Regions from separate parts of the Mus musculus genome. Here region 1 is linked to region 2. Evidence: chromatin contacts called from public HiChIP or PLAC-seq data. All regions are on one chromosome and are shown on one strand. The core of a region is the stretch at or near the end of the contact, and the rest is flanking DNA. Distances in the headings are between cores, read along the strand shown.

Region 1 (5,763 bases), core at 2,737-5,236, 210 kb after region 2:
TGATATCCAGAAGAACAAAAATCATAATATTCTCAGGGTGAAAAGCAGGTAAAATATATTTTTTTCATACCACGTAACAGAAAATACATGAGAATGTTTATTTTACTTTGGGTTTTGAAAAGCTTAGGTGAAGTCACAAGACAGCAAATTAAAACAGGCAATAGTGTTGTGGGTCATGGTGGTGCATGCCTTTAATCCCAGCACTTGGGATTCAGAGGCAGTGTGAGGTTTACAAAACAAGTTCCAGGATAGCACAAGCTACACAAAGAAAATGTGTATTAAAAAACCTAACCAAAACAAAACAAAAAACAAAAAAACAAAAAACCAAAAAACCAAAAGCAAACAAAAAAACCAAAACCACACTCCCCCCAGAATAGCATTGCTAACAGCAGCAATATTTATTGACCATTTTCCTTCATGCCACATACTCCTTTAAGAATTACTCAGACATTGATTTCATTATTGACCACAACAAGCAGATATTATTATTTGGTATGTCATATAAATGGAGAACTGACTACAGAGAAATGAAGTAATGTGTTCGGATGCAGTGACTAGAGGCCAAGAGCTACTCTGAAGGGGCAAACTCAGAGCATCGTGTTCTGCTTCTCCCTTTCTCCCGCCCTTTCTCTTATTGCCAGGGAAATAGGCAGGTTTGGGAGGAGGACGGGAGGGCCCCATTCCTCTTCTCAAGGCAATGGGAAGGAGAACTCGGGAGAATAACAAATTAAAAGTCAACTTCCACCAGGACTCACACTGGTTTTTGTCCCACTTTCCCTCAGTTTTTAATCTCAGAGACATTTAAACAATTGAACCCCCTTTCTACACACACACACACACACACACACACACACACACACACACACACACACACCAGGAAAGTAAGACCTAAGGCCTCAGCCCACGCCTTCTGAGAGCAGTAAGTCAAAGCCAGGATTTCTCTGCAGTTTCCAGTCACCTCAGCTTGCCTTCACAGCAGCAGTTAAGTGGCTAAGGGCCAAGGAATAAGGTCTTTTGAGGGAATGTTCCTGGCAGCCAGGCAATCTGACACAGCTTGGCATGTAATAGTATGGGTATTCAAAGAATTCGCTGTGACTCACCTCTCCTAAGACATCCATGGTGCTGTTTTCCACAGTCATGAGGATTTCTGGTTTAGCTTAAAAGCAAATAAGGCACAGTTAGTGTCACTGAAGTCTATACTATGTGTGTGTGTGTGTGTGTGTGTGTGTGTGTGTGTGTGTGTGTGTGTGTAAGCATTCCATGGTACACAAAAATACATACAAATTTAGTGTTTTCATGGATGGGAAGAGTAGTTATAATTGCCTTTTCAAAAGTCTGAGAAGGGGCAGCTAGAATAGAGGAAAGAAATCCACTGGGAGAAAGGGATGTGTGTGCAGGAAGGAAATGTTTCACTTCTAGAACCCTGAGGGAATCAGAGAAACACTTGATTGCTGTTTGGCTTGCTTGGCACTAACACGTATCAGGAGATGGTTTTGTTGCCATGCTACAAATTGCAAGTTCCTGGAAGTCTTCATCACCAGAGCTTTGCGCATGGACACTGAAGACTGAAGCACCTCCGAGCTTGTTCTTGTTACAGCAGCAGACCCAGCCTTCTATGAACCTCTTGAAAGACTGTTGCCATTCTTTGTCCCAGGTGGTTTACCTGCCTGCCTGCTCAGCAGTGACTTCTGGTTGCCGAAAGCTGCTGCTGGGCCTATTTATGATCCCTTGCCTCTGGATTCATTGAGAATATGAGGAGGGAAGGAAGAAGGAGATAATGTAACAGACGGGAAGTCAGGGGGAAAATATCCTGGCTTCATTGCCCTGCATTTGAGACCTCAAATAGGATTAATAAAATATGTGTGTGTGTTTGTGTGTGTGTGTGTGTGTGTGTGAGAGAGAGAGAGAGAGAGAGAGAGAGAGAGAGAGAGAGATTGCTCATAAGGACCATGGTGATCAGAGGATCACTTTTGGGAGTTTGAATCTCTTTCCACCTTGCATTCTGGCAATCAAACTCAGGCCAGAACTCTGGGTTTGTGTGTAAGTGTTTTTTACCCAGTGAACCACCTCACCAGCCCCTGATATGTGTTCTGTGCCATAGTTCAGAGCTCTCTGCAAGACTGATCTTCAGGCTGGAAGAAGTAACTGGTATGATTATGCACATACATTATCCTCCTTCCCCTCTTGGGCTCAGGTTTCTCCCCTGTGCTGTGTCTCTAGGGTGACTTTGCAAATCATTATTAGGACTATTTCTAGTGTCCACATGTAATTTAATTGGAGTTAACTTTTCTTACACCATGTCCTGATCATATTTTCCCTTCCCCAACCCCTCAGATCCTACCCACCTAACTCCACAGCCTTTTATTCTCTTCCTTTAGAAAACAGTCAGATGAACAAAACAAATAACCAAAACTAAAAAAAACAAAAGAAAACAAAACAAAACAAAAACAATAACACACAGGCACAGCCACAAAAGCAGAAAATCAGAAACTGAAATATACAAACAAAAGACCAGTAAGACTCCCCCAAAAATGCCCAAATCAAACTAATATGAGAAAAGAAGTCTTCAAAGATACCAACCCTTGAGTTTGTTTTGTGCTGTCCAGCTACTGCTGGGCTTGGGGTCCTGCCCTTAATTGTGGATAATACAGCCAGTGAGAGTTCACTGGGAAAAACCAATTTTTCCTTTGCAAACAGATTCCAGTTGCAGATATCTTCTTGGGAATTATCTAGGAGTAGGAGCCCCTCTCTACTCCTTCACTTCTGCACCGGGATCCCATCACACATAACATTTTTTTTTTCCGAGACTGGGTTTCTCTGTGAGGCCCTGGTTGTCCTGGAACTCACTTTGTAGACCAGGCTGGCCTCGAACTCAGAAATCCGCCTGCCTCTGCCTCCCAAGTGCTGGGATTAAAGGCATGTGCCACCACTGCCTGGCTACACATAAGTTAATTTAACTCAATGCCTTCTTTTACTCTTTGTTCCTCCCCTGGGGGAATCCAAACCAAGACACAGTCCTGAATTTGATGGAGAAAAGGATATTTCTTAGTTCTTATAAGAAACAAATGTAAATAGAATTAAGGCACTGCAGGGGGGCGGGGGGGAGGTGCGGGGGAGAGACCTTAAAAGTCCTGGACGTAGCTGTGAGCTCTAAATATTCAAATTTCCAGGTTCTGAGCAGGAGAGAGCAAGCAAAGCCTCAGCAGTGAGTTGGTGGTTGATGCAAATGGACACCCAGCCTCTGGTCTGCACTCTACAGAAAGAACAGATGAGGCAGAGATGGCTTGGGAAGAAAAACTAGGTGGTGGGTGGAGTGCATGATGGTTGGATTGGGGACACATTCACCACTTACTTAAAAGGTTTTAAATTTGGTTTTGGCTTTTTTGATGTAGGAAAACCCTATTGAATGAAAAGCAGGTTTTATTTACTTTCTATTATCCATTGACTGACCGGTTCACTCTGTAGCAAGGGCTCAAACTCACTATTCTCCTGAATCAGTTTCCCATACCTACAACCTAAATAAATATACCATCAGAGGTACAGCAAAGTCTTACCCACATCTCCTTTGCAGCTAATAGCACATCCACAAACTCAGTGTATTTACTAAAAAATTCCACTACACAATTGAAGCTAAATTACAAAATAAGCAAGCAGAGTTCCATAGTTCTAAGCACCCTCCACCAAAAAAACAGAGTTTAAAGAAGAAGTGCAGAAGAAGTTCAGACAGAGGGATGTAGATGCAGAGGACATGCTAAATGTGGGAAGTAAGAATATATGTCTCCCATCTCCTGAACCAATATGAAGACGTCTGAGGGCGGTAAAGACTCGCAGACATGGTATGTACGTTGACAAGGCAATTAGAGCATGCTGTGGCACAAAGACCTCGCCTGACTTAAAATGCATATTTCTTCCCACAGCCTGGATGCCTGCCCTCACTGGCTTGCCAAGAGTAAGGCCAGATGAGTCGGTTTTGTGTTTGCGCTAAGACTGTCACACCCTGGAAGTGAACCAACGGTGTTATTGATCCAACAACAGCAAGGAGCAGCCTGTTCTCAAATCTTCATGGGAAACCAATGGTGATGGATGATGACTATCTAGCCCATCCCCTGAGGAGACATGGGAGAGAAGAGTGGCGAAGCAAGCAGAAAAGGAAGGGCAGGAGGGGAGAAAGGGGGGACTGTGTGTGCAAGGAGACAATGAGGCATGGGAGAAAAGCTATCTGCACTGAACTCCTCACGAAACCAATCATGCCCCAGCTGTTTCTGTCTTTATAAAGGACTTTATGTTTTCGTCCACTGACCATGTTTTCTCACCACTGATGCAATAAAGCAATGCAATGAACAAAAACAACAACAAAAAAAGTTTTTGTATTTTATTTTACTTTGCCTACTCTGTCATTTAGAAAATTGAGGAGAAATCTAGCAGCCTGTGCCCTTACATTGTATAAAGTTTATTTTCTCTTAGTTCACCTCATTAAACGAAACAAACAAACAAACAAACAAAAACCAATTGGTTGCCCATTCACATGGCTGCTTTTCTCTTTACCCTCCTTTAGAATGACTTTAAAAACTGCAGGTCAAGGTCACCAAAATGAAAAACTAGCCAAAGCCTGGAGTCTCTGTTTAGTAATGTTTTCTTGCACCAGGGAACAAAATACAGAGCTTATATCTTTTTTCTCTTCAGATCACACCCTACAGTGTGTCTACACTCTGAATGAGGTCGTGGCAGATTTCCCAGGTCAGTGGCACTAGGATCAGGTCAGAGAGTCTGCGGGCTCCACTGTCAGAAGCCTGTGGTGGCCTCTCACCCAAGTGGGCCCTGGCAGGATGGCTGTGGAGTTTCTGCAGTTTCTCGGGCTGTATTTATCAGCTTCTTTTACTCATTGTGGCCTTATTACACTTTGCACCAGAAAATAACTCAGATAATTAGACAGCCAAGCAATTAGACGTTGGCAGTTATAATTAAAGAGATTTCTGGTACCCTTGGGAAACATTACGCCTGCAAACAAGGTAGAGGCCACCAGGGAAGCTGACCTATATGTGGTTTTCTGGTGGCTTATTCTATTAGCTGAATAATTATTCTTTAGCCTTCCACCCTTGTCCCTACCCTCAATGAGAATGATAGGAATTAAGGCAAACAGAATTGCAGGAGTTACCCTGTGTGGTTGCTCTCCAGCCTGGGGCCAAGGTGGGGGTGGGGGCCCCTCTCATGAGAAGAGCATGGCCAGAGGCATTGACACAAAGGTGGCAAAGAGATCATAGGACAAACTCCTTACCAAAAACCTTGACTGTGGTGGACATCTTCCAGGCTTTGAGAGGATTGACAGTCAGATGGCAAGAGAATGTCCTGCCATCGTCTTGGATTTGGACTGGGGAGAGGTGGAGTCTATAGTCTCCACCCAGCCTGATTCTGCCTTTAAATGATGTGGAATTGTTGACGTGGTGATGGTGGGTGAAGAGAACTTCTTCCACTCCATCTTTCTCCTGGAGAGAGAAACAGCACTCAGTTATAGAACACAGAATATGTCAGTGTGCCTCTCAGCTGACTGCTTTGTTAACACTACTTATTTGTTTTAAATTATGCGCATTCGTGTATGTGTGTAGGCGCGCATGAGGGCAGATTCTTAGGGAAGCCCAAAGAAGGCATCGAATTCACTGGAACTAGAGCTGGTTTGAGATACCCAATGTACCATTTCCTCTGGAAGAGCAACAGGGACTTTAAAATGGGTTAAGCATGCGTTAAAATGGGGAGAGACTGAGTATG
Region 2 (6,095 bases), core at 2,178-4,677:
TGACATTGAGGTACCATTCTAGGATGATGTATCAACTGAAGAAAGCTTCCTCACCTGCAAGAGGCCCACTGAGAACACCCTGCAGAGGCCATCATTTCTCCTTTCTTCACTGTTTTCTTCACAAGTTAAGCAGCTCTCATCAATGAGTTCAAAGTGGTTGCTACCTTCTGCTAACTTGGTCCAATCAGCATAATATCATGAATATAGGGGGCCAATGTGATATTTTGTAGAAGTGACAGATAATCAAGATCTCTTCAAACTCACTGTTGACACAGGGCTGGAGAGTTACCTTTTGGGGGTAAAAATTATTAAAGTACACTGCTGAAAGCAAAAAAACTTCAGGTGGTCTTTATGGACATGTACTGAGGAAAGGACATTTGCTAGATCGATAGCTGCATACCATGTATCAGCTAACTTAATCTGCTCAACTAAAGCAGCTGCAATCCGAGTCACTACTTGATTAAGTTTGCAATAGGTAACTGTCATTCTCCTTGACCCATCTACTCACAGGTCAGATAGAGGAGTTAAAGGGAGGTATGGAAGAAACCATCACTCCTGCACCATTCGGTCTTTGATGGTGGCACTAATTTCTGCAGTTCTTCTAGTGATGCAATAATGTTTTTAGTTCACTATTTTTCCTGATAGAGGTGACTCCAGTGGCTTCCATTCAGCCTTTTCAACCACAATAGCCCTCACTCCACAGGTCAAGTAATCAATATGGGGATTTTTCCAATTTCTAAAATATATATATATATATATATATATATATATATATATACATATATTCCAATTATACATTCTGGAACTACAGAAAAAACCACAGGAAGGGTTGTTCAGGGAACCACTGGATCTACTCTGAGTCACACTTAAGCCAAAACTCATTAATCACATGTCCTCCATAGGCCCCCTCTTTTATCTGGAGGGCCACAATGCTTGTTAGGGTTTCCTGGAATCAATGTCAGTTCAGAGCCAGTATTCAATCACCACTAGATAACTAGAAAACCACATGCTGATGCTGTGCTTATGCGTTTCGAGTTTGAGAACTAGGCTGATTAAATACTAAGTTTCCATCATTTAGCCTTCACAGAGTCACACCCCAAGTGTAGCATCCTCAGTACCAGGAGAGTGTCTTAAGCAATGTTCACATTAACTGGAAACCGGTGCTCACAGCAGGGTGCCTTTGACACACACACACGATATTCTGATCAATTAGTAATACGATCACAGTGGATACAGTACCTTGTACAGAAAACAAAACAAAAGAAAACAAAAATTGTCTTGCCCAAACACTCAGGACTTTGGAAATGGAGTTGGAGAGAAGCCATATCAGTGAAGCTCTCAGAAGGTCCTAGTTTCTATCTTGGGTTTTGAAACTCAGGTTCTGAGCAGGAAGAGGAGAGCAGAGGGCTTTGAAAGAATAACAGACAATATTCCAAGCAGTCCTCTCTCACCCTAGGGCACCCTTTGAACACATTGATGAAGAAAAGATCAGGTCCTGCAAGATGAAGGCCACCGCTTTCAATATTGATATGGTCCACGGGTGCATAATGTAAGCAAAGGATATCTGGTTTTTGAAAAAGCTGTTTTGGATGCATCAGAAATCTGGGGATAACATCACACTTGGCCTAGATGGGACCTTGAAAACACAAAACTGGTGCTGGGGAGACCTTGCCCAGAAAAGAGGATCATCAGTAACTGGCCATGCTGAGAGCCAGACTTTGGGCTTTCCAGTAAGGAAAACAGAACTGTTTGTTTGTTTGTTTGTTTGTTTGTTTGTTTGTTGTTGTTGTTGTTGTTGTTGTTGGTGGTGGTGGTGGTGGTGGTGGTGGTGGTGATGGCGTGTGTGTGTGTGTGTGTGTGTGTTGGAGGTGGTGTAGGCTACAGGTCAGAAAGCTTACACTGAAAATAAACAGCATAACGAAGTCTTATGTGTAATAGAATTTGAGATGCCCCGTTCCAACCTTGCCTCATTCTCTGATAAGAAAACAGAGTCATGCCTTCAGCAGGCGAATCAGTGGCAAAGCAGGGGTGAGACCAGCAATCTCCTGACTTCAGCCCAATGGGTACTTTTTACCATTTGGTGAAGGAGCTTAGAGTTTCCTGTGCTAAACGACTACTTCCTGTTGTCTGCAAACACCAGGGCTTGAAATATTTCTTAACTGAGGAGCCGTTTCTGGCTTTGTAGGTATTTTGATTTTTATCAGTGAATGCTAAAGGCAGTGCATTCCTCAGGGCGCTTTAACAGGCTAGGCCGGCTGAGTAAACCACCCTGAGAACCGGCCCATGGGTGACTCAGGGAAAATGTCCTCTGGTCCACTCTTGTCTTGCACCAAGGGTCACATTTGAATCCAGCTGCTCTTAAAGGCACTATAGGTTTCCTAGGGTGTGCATGTGAATCATCAGAGAGGAGGGAGCTTCAGCTGAGTAAATGCCTCCTTAAGATCTGTAGGCATTTTCTTAACTAGTGATTGATTGGGCTGGGCCCAGCCCATTGTAGGTAATGCTATTCTGGGGTTGGTAGTCCTGGTTCTAAAAGAAAAAAGCAGGCTGAGCAAGCCAGTAACCAGCATCCCTCCATTCTAGCCTCCAGGTTTGAGTTCCTGTCCTGACTTCCTTCCGTGATAAAAAATTAAGCCAAATAAACCCTTTCCACCCCAACTTGCTTTTGCTCACGGTATTTCATCAGAGCAACAGAAACCCTAAGATATTATTTTTAAAGAATAAAACTAACTGTTGAATTTGGGGATTGTCTTAGTTAGGGTTTTATCCCTTGAAGAGACACCATGACTAAGAAAACATTTAATTGGGGCGGGCTTACAGTTTCAGAGGTTCAGTCCATTATCATCATGGCAGGAAGCCCAGCAGCATACAGGCAGACATGGTGCTAGAGAAGGAGCTGAGAGTTCTACATCGTGATCCAAAGGCAGCCTAGGGAAGAGTGTCGTCCGCAGGCAGCCAGGAGGAGGGTCTAGATCACAATGGCCAGATTTGAACACATATGTGAGACTTCAATGCTCCACCTCCACAGTGACACACTTAGTCAAACAAGGCTACACAACATCCAATAAGGCCCCACCTCCTAACAGCACCACGCCCAATAGGCCAAGCATATTTAAAACCACTGCAAGGACCATATGTGTGGCTTCCTGTCTCACTGCTATGAACTGAGAGAGTATTTCTCCTAATTCACATTTTGAAGTTCTGTTCTCCACAGTGGCCAAGTTTGAAGATACAGTTTTTAAAGAGTACTCAAGGTTAAATGGGTCCAGGTAGGGTCTTTATCGTATAGATTTCATTATTTGTTTTCTTTTCTTTTGAGATAAGGTCTTATATAGACAAGATCAGCCTTCAACACACTGTAACCAGCATGACTTTAAATTCCTGATCCTCCTGTCTCTTCTTCCCAAGTATTCAAATTAGGCACACAGGACATAGAAGACCTATGGACTGGAATTCCTCTAGGAAGTGGGAGAGAGAGCTGTGGTCATGGGCATGTATATGGACTTGCGAAGCTCTGAAGAGAGCATCAGCAGGAACTGGCCATGCTGGTACCCTGACCTTGGACTTTCCAGTTGATGAATCTGTTTGTGAAAGATTTCTGTTACTCAAGCCATTAAGTCTGCAGTATTTCACCATGAGACTGTGTTGACTAAGGGAACCATGAATAACAGATCTGGCTTCCATAGCATAGATAAAAATGTCCATTAGTGTGGCCCCAGTAAGCCTCCTCCTGGGACACAGATTTCCTGTCTCTCACATTCAGTGTTTGGTAAGTGTGACTAGCCTTTGTTTAAAGAATTTTTCACTTTGTTTTTTTTTTTTGGGGGGGGGGGCTCTTGTTTCTTCCGGATAGTACAGTACCAGAGTGATGGTGATGCTCTAGGAAGTTTGCAAAGAATCTAATACACCAAATTCTACCTTATTCTAGTCTTGCTGTCTGTCTGTCTATCTATCTATCTATCTATCTATCTATCTATCTATCTATCTATCTATGTCTGCTGAACCTGGGTCTCACACGAACTAGGCAAGTGCTTTATTACAGAACTACGTTTCCAGACCTGCCTTATTCTTTTATAAAATAGCTTATAACAGAATTTCAAGTGTATCATTAACTGTAGCTAGAGAACTATATAATATACCTTGTTTAACAGGGAGTCTGTGTCATCTCCCAGAGGCTATATTTAACCTCCTGTGTGTGGATACTTTTATTACATCATTAATATTGTCTTCAAGCCTCTGCAGTTGATTAGATCAATAAACTCAATTAATAGTGACTCTTACTTTATATATATATAATTTCACTGATCCAAATTTCTTCCAACTCTAGAAGAGTTGAAGGAATGGCCAATCAATAGCTTGCTGAACTTGAGACCCATCCCATGGGCAAGCACCAATCCCTAACACTATTAATGACACTCTGATATGCTTGCAGACAGGCGCATGTTGTCTTCTAAGAGGCTCCACCTAACAAGTGACTCAGACAGATACAGGTATAGCCAAACAGTTGATAGGGCTTGGGACTCTTACAAAAGAATAGAATGATTGCGGGTCCCAAAGGGGATAGGAGCTCTACAGGAAGACCAACAGAGTTAACTAAGCTGGACATAGGCTCTCAGAGTCTGAACATACATGGACTGGAACCTAGGCCCCTCCACTCATATGTAGCACATGTTCAGGCTAGACTTCATATGAGACTGTGTTGACTAAGGGTGCCATTAATTAAAGATCTGGCTTCCATAGCATAGATAAAAATGCATGTTAGTGTGGCCCCAGTAAGCCTCCTCCTGGGACACAAATTTCCTGTTTCTCACATTCAGTGTTTGGACAATGGGAAGAGGGACTACCACAAAAGGTGTTACCTATATGTGGAATATGTTCTACTAGCTGGGCTTCCTTGTCTGGACTCAGTGAAAGAGGAAGCACCTAGCTTCACTGAGACTTGAAGTGCCAGGAGGAGGGGGAATACCCGGGGGTTTCCCACCCCTTTAGAAGAGAAAGGAATGGGGATGAGGGAAGAAGAATTATGGGAGGGGGTGACCAGAAGGAAGGCAGTGAGCAGGATGTAAAGTGAATAAGTAAAATTTAAATTAAATTAAATAAAAAAAGATGAGTTGTCATAAAAGAAAGAGAACTCAACTTTAAAGAGAAAGAGGGGCCTAGTGACTGTGTGGATGTCTATGGTAGAAAAGTGATCAAGAGAGGCTTATGTGGCTTGGAAGTGGCCAGCGGCTGAATGCAGACAGACTCTTCAGAATTATTGACGTGCTGCAAAACCACAGGCTTGAAGACAGTATTTTCACAAGGCAGAGGTTGAGCACAGGTCACCCCCAAGCAGAGGAAAATATTTATTGTACTATTTAAAGTTGTTTTCCTTTCTTTAAACAAACTCTCCTTTAATTCCAGAGTAGAAGTTTCTTCTGGCACTTGTAGTTAAGTGATTTTTTTCCCAGGGATACGAACATCACTCAAGTCTCCCGAGTTTCATAGGGTAACAGCTAATGGCATGCTCCATTTTATAAGACAGCTAGTCAATCAGTAAATCAATTAACTAGCATGGTGCCAGTAACGTATGGCTGGACATTCACATCAGCTAGGAATTATGGTTTACGAATGCAGCAAATCCTTGATTAAATATCTATTAGTACCATCTACAAAGTACAGAGTGAGGCCTTACATTTATTGGGAAATATAGCTTAAATATACGCCTCAAACAAATATATTATTTACATGTATGTGTCGATTTTAATAAAAAACCAAACTCTCATTTTATGAGATGCTTTTTTTCTTTGTTTAAGCACTAACAATTAAGTTAACAAGACATAAAGTAATTTGATTATTATTCTGTTAGTCATAAAAATTGCAACATTATGGTAACTGGAAAATTCCTGGAAAATTCCTTAGCATTCCTAAGATAAACTTTTTTCATTCTACAAACTGTTTGAAGACCAGAGAGGGCAAGAGACTCGAGGCTTGTCTAGGCTTCACAAGTAGGCAGAACTTTTAGTTAGAGGAACAGCCTGCACCATCTTGCAACTCATACTCATGAGACACACACCCACTGCTCTAGGCCATGTATTTAGACACCTAACTCTGAC

Evidence for each region. HiChIP or PLAC-seq counts read pairs in DNA pulled down with a chosen protein or histone mark.
Region 1: a FOXA1 HiChIP or PLAC-seq map of pancreatic cancer cells shows a contact between it and region 2. The contact joins two enhancer-like sites. A contact is called at or near these places in 2 of 484 Hi-C or Micro-C datasets (the HL-1 cell line and liver) and 1 of 115 datasets of contacts at active chromatin or transcription factors (pancreatic cancer cells).

What each region holds. Positions count from the first base shown.
Region 1 is chr16:46,093,640-46,099,402 of GRCm38.p6, forward strand. Cd96 (CD96 antigen) reads right to left here. Exons shown (of 15, transcript NM_032465.2): 4 at 5,276-5,483; 5 at 1,101-1,156. Among named protein-coding and RNA genes, the nearest start is that of Cd96, 24 kb to the right of the region's middle. Within about 2 kb of position 3,987, at least 19 of the 459 cell types and tissues checked have an H3K27ac peak or open chromatin away from gene starts, as enhancers often do. A contact at or near this core is called in pancreatic cancer cells, where this site is marked.
Region 2 is chr16:45,884,549-45,890,643 of GRCm38.p6, forward strand. It overlaps a transcript of Phldb2 not described here. Among named protein-coding and RNA genes, the nearest start is that of Phldb2, 43 kb to the left of the region's middle. Within about 2 kb of position 3,428, at least 61 of the 459 cell types and tissues checked have an H3K27ac peak or open chromatin away from gene starts, as enhancers often do. A contact at or near this core is called in pancreatic cancer cells, where this site is marked.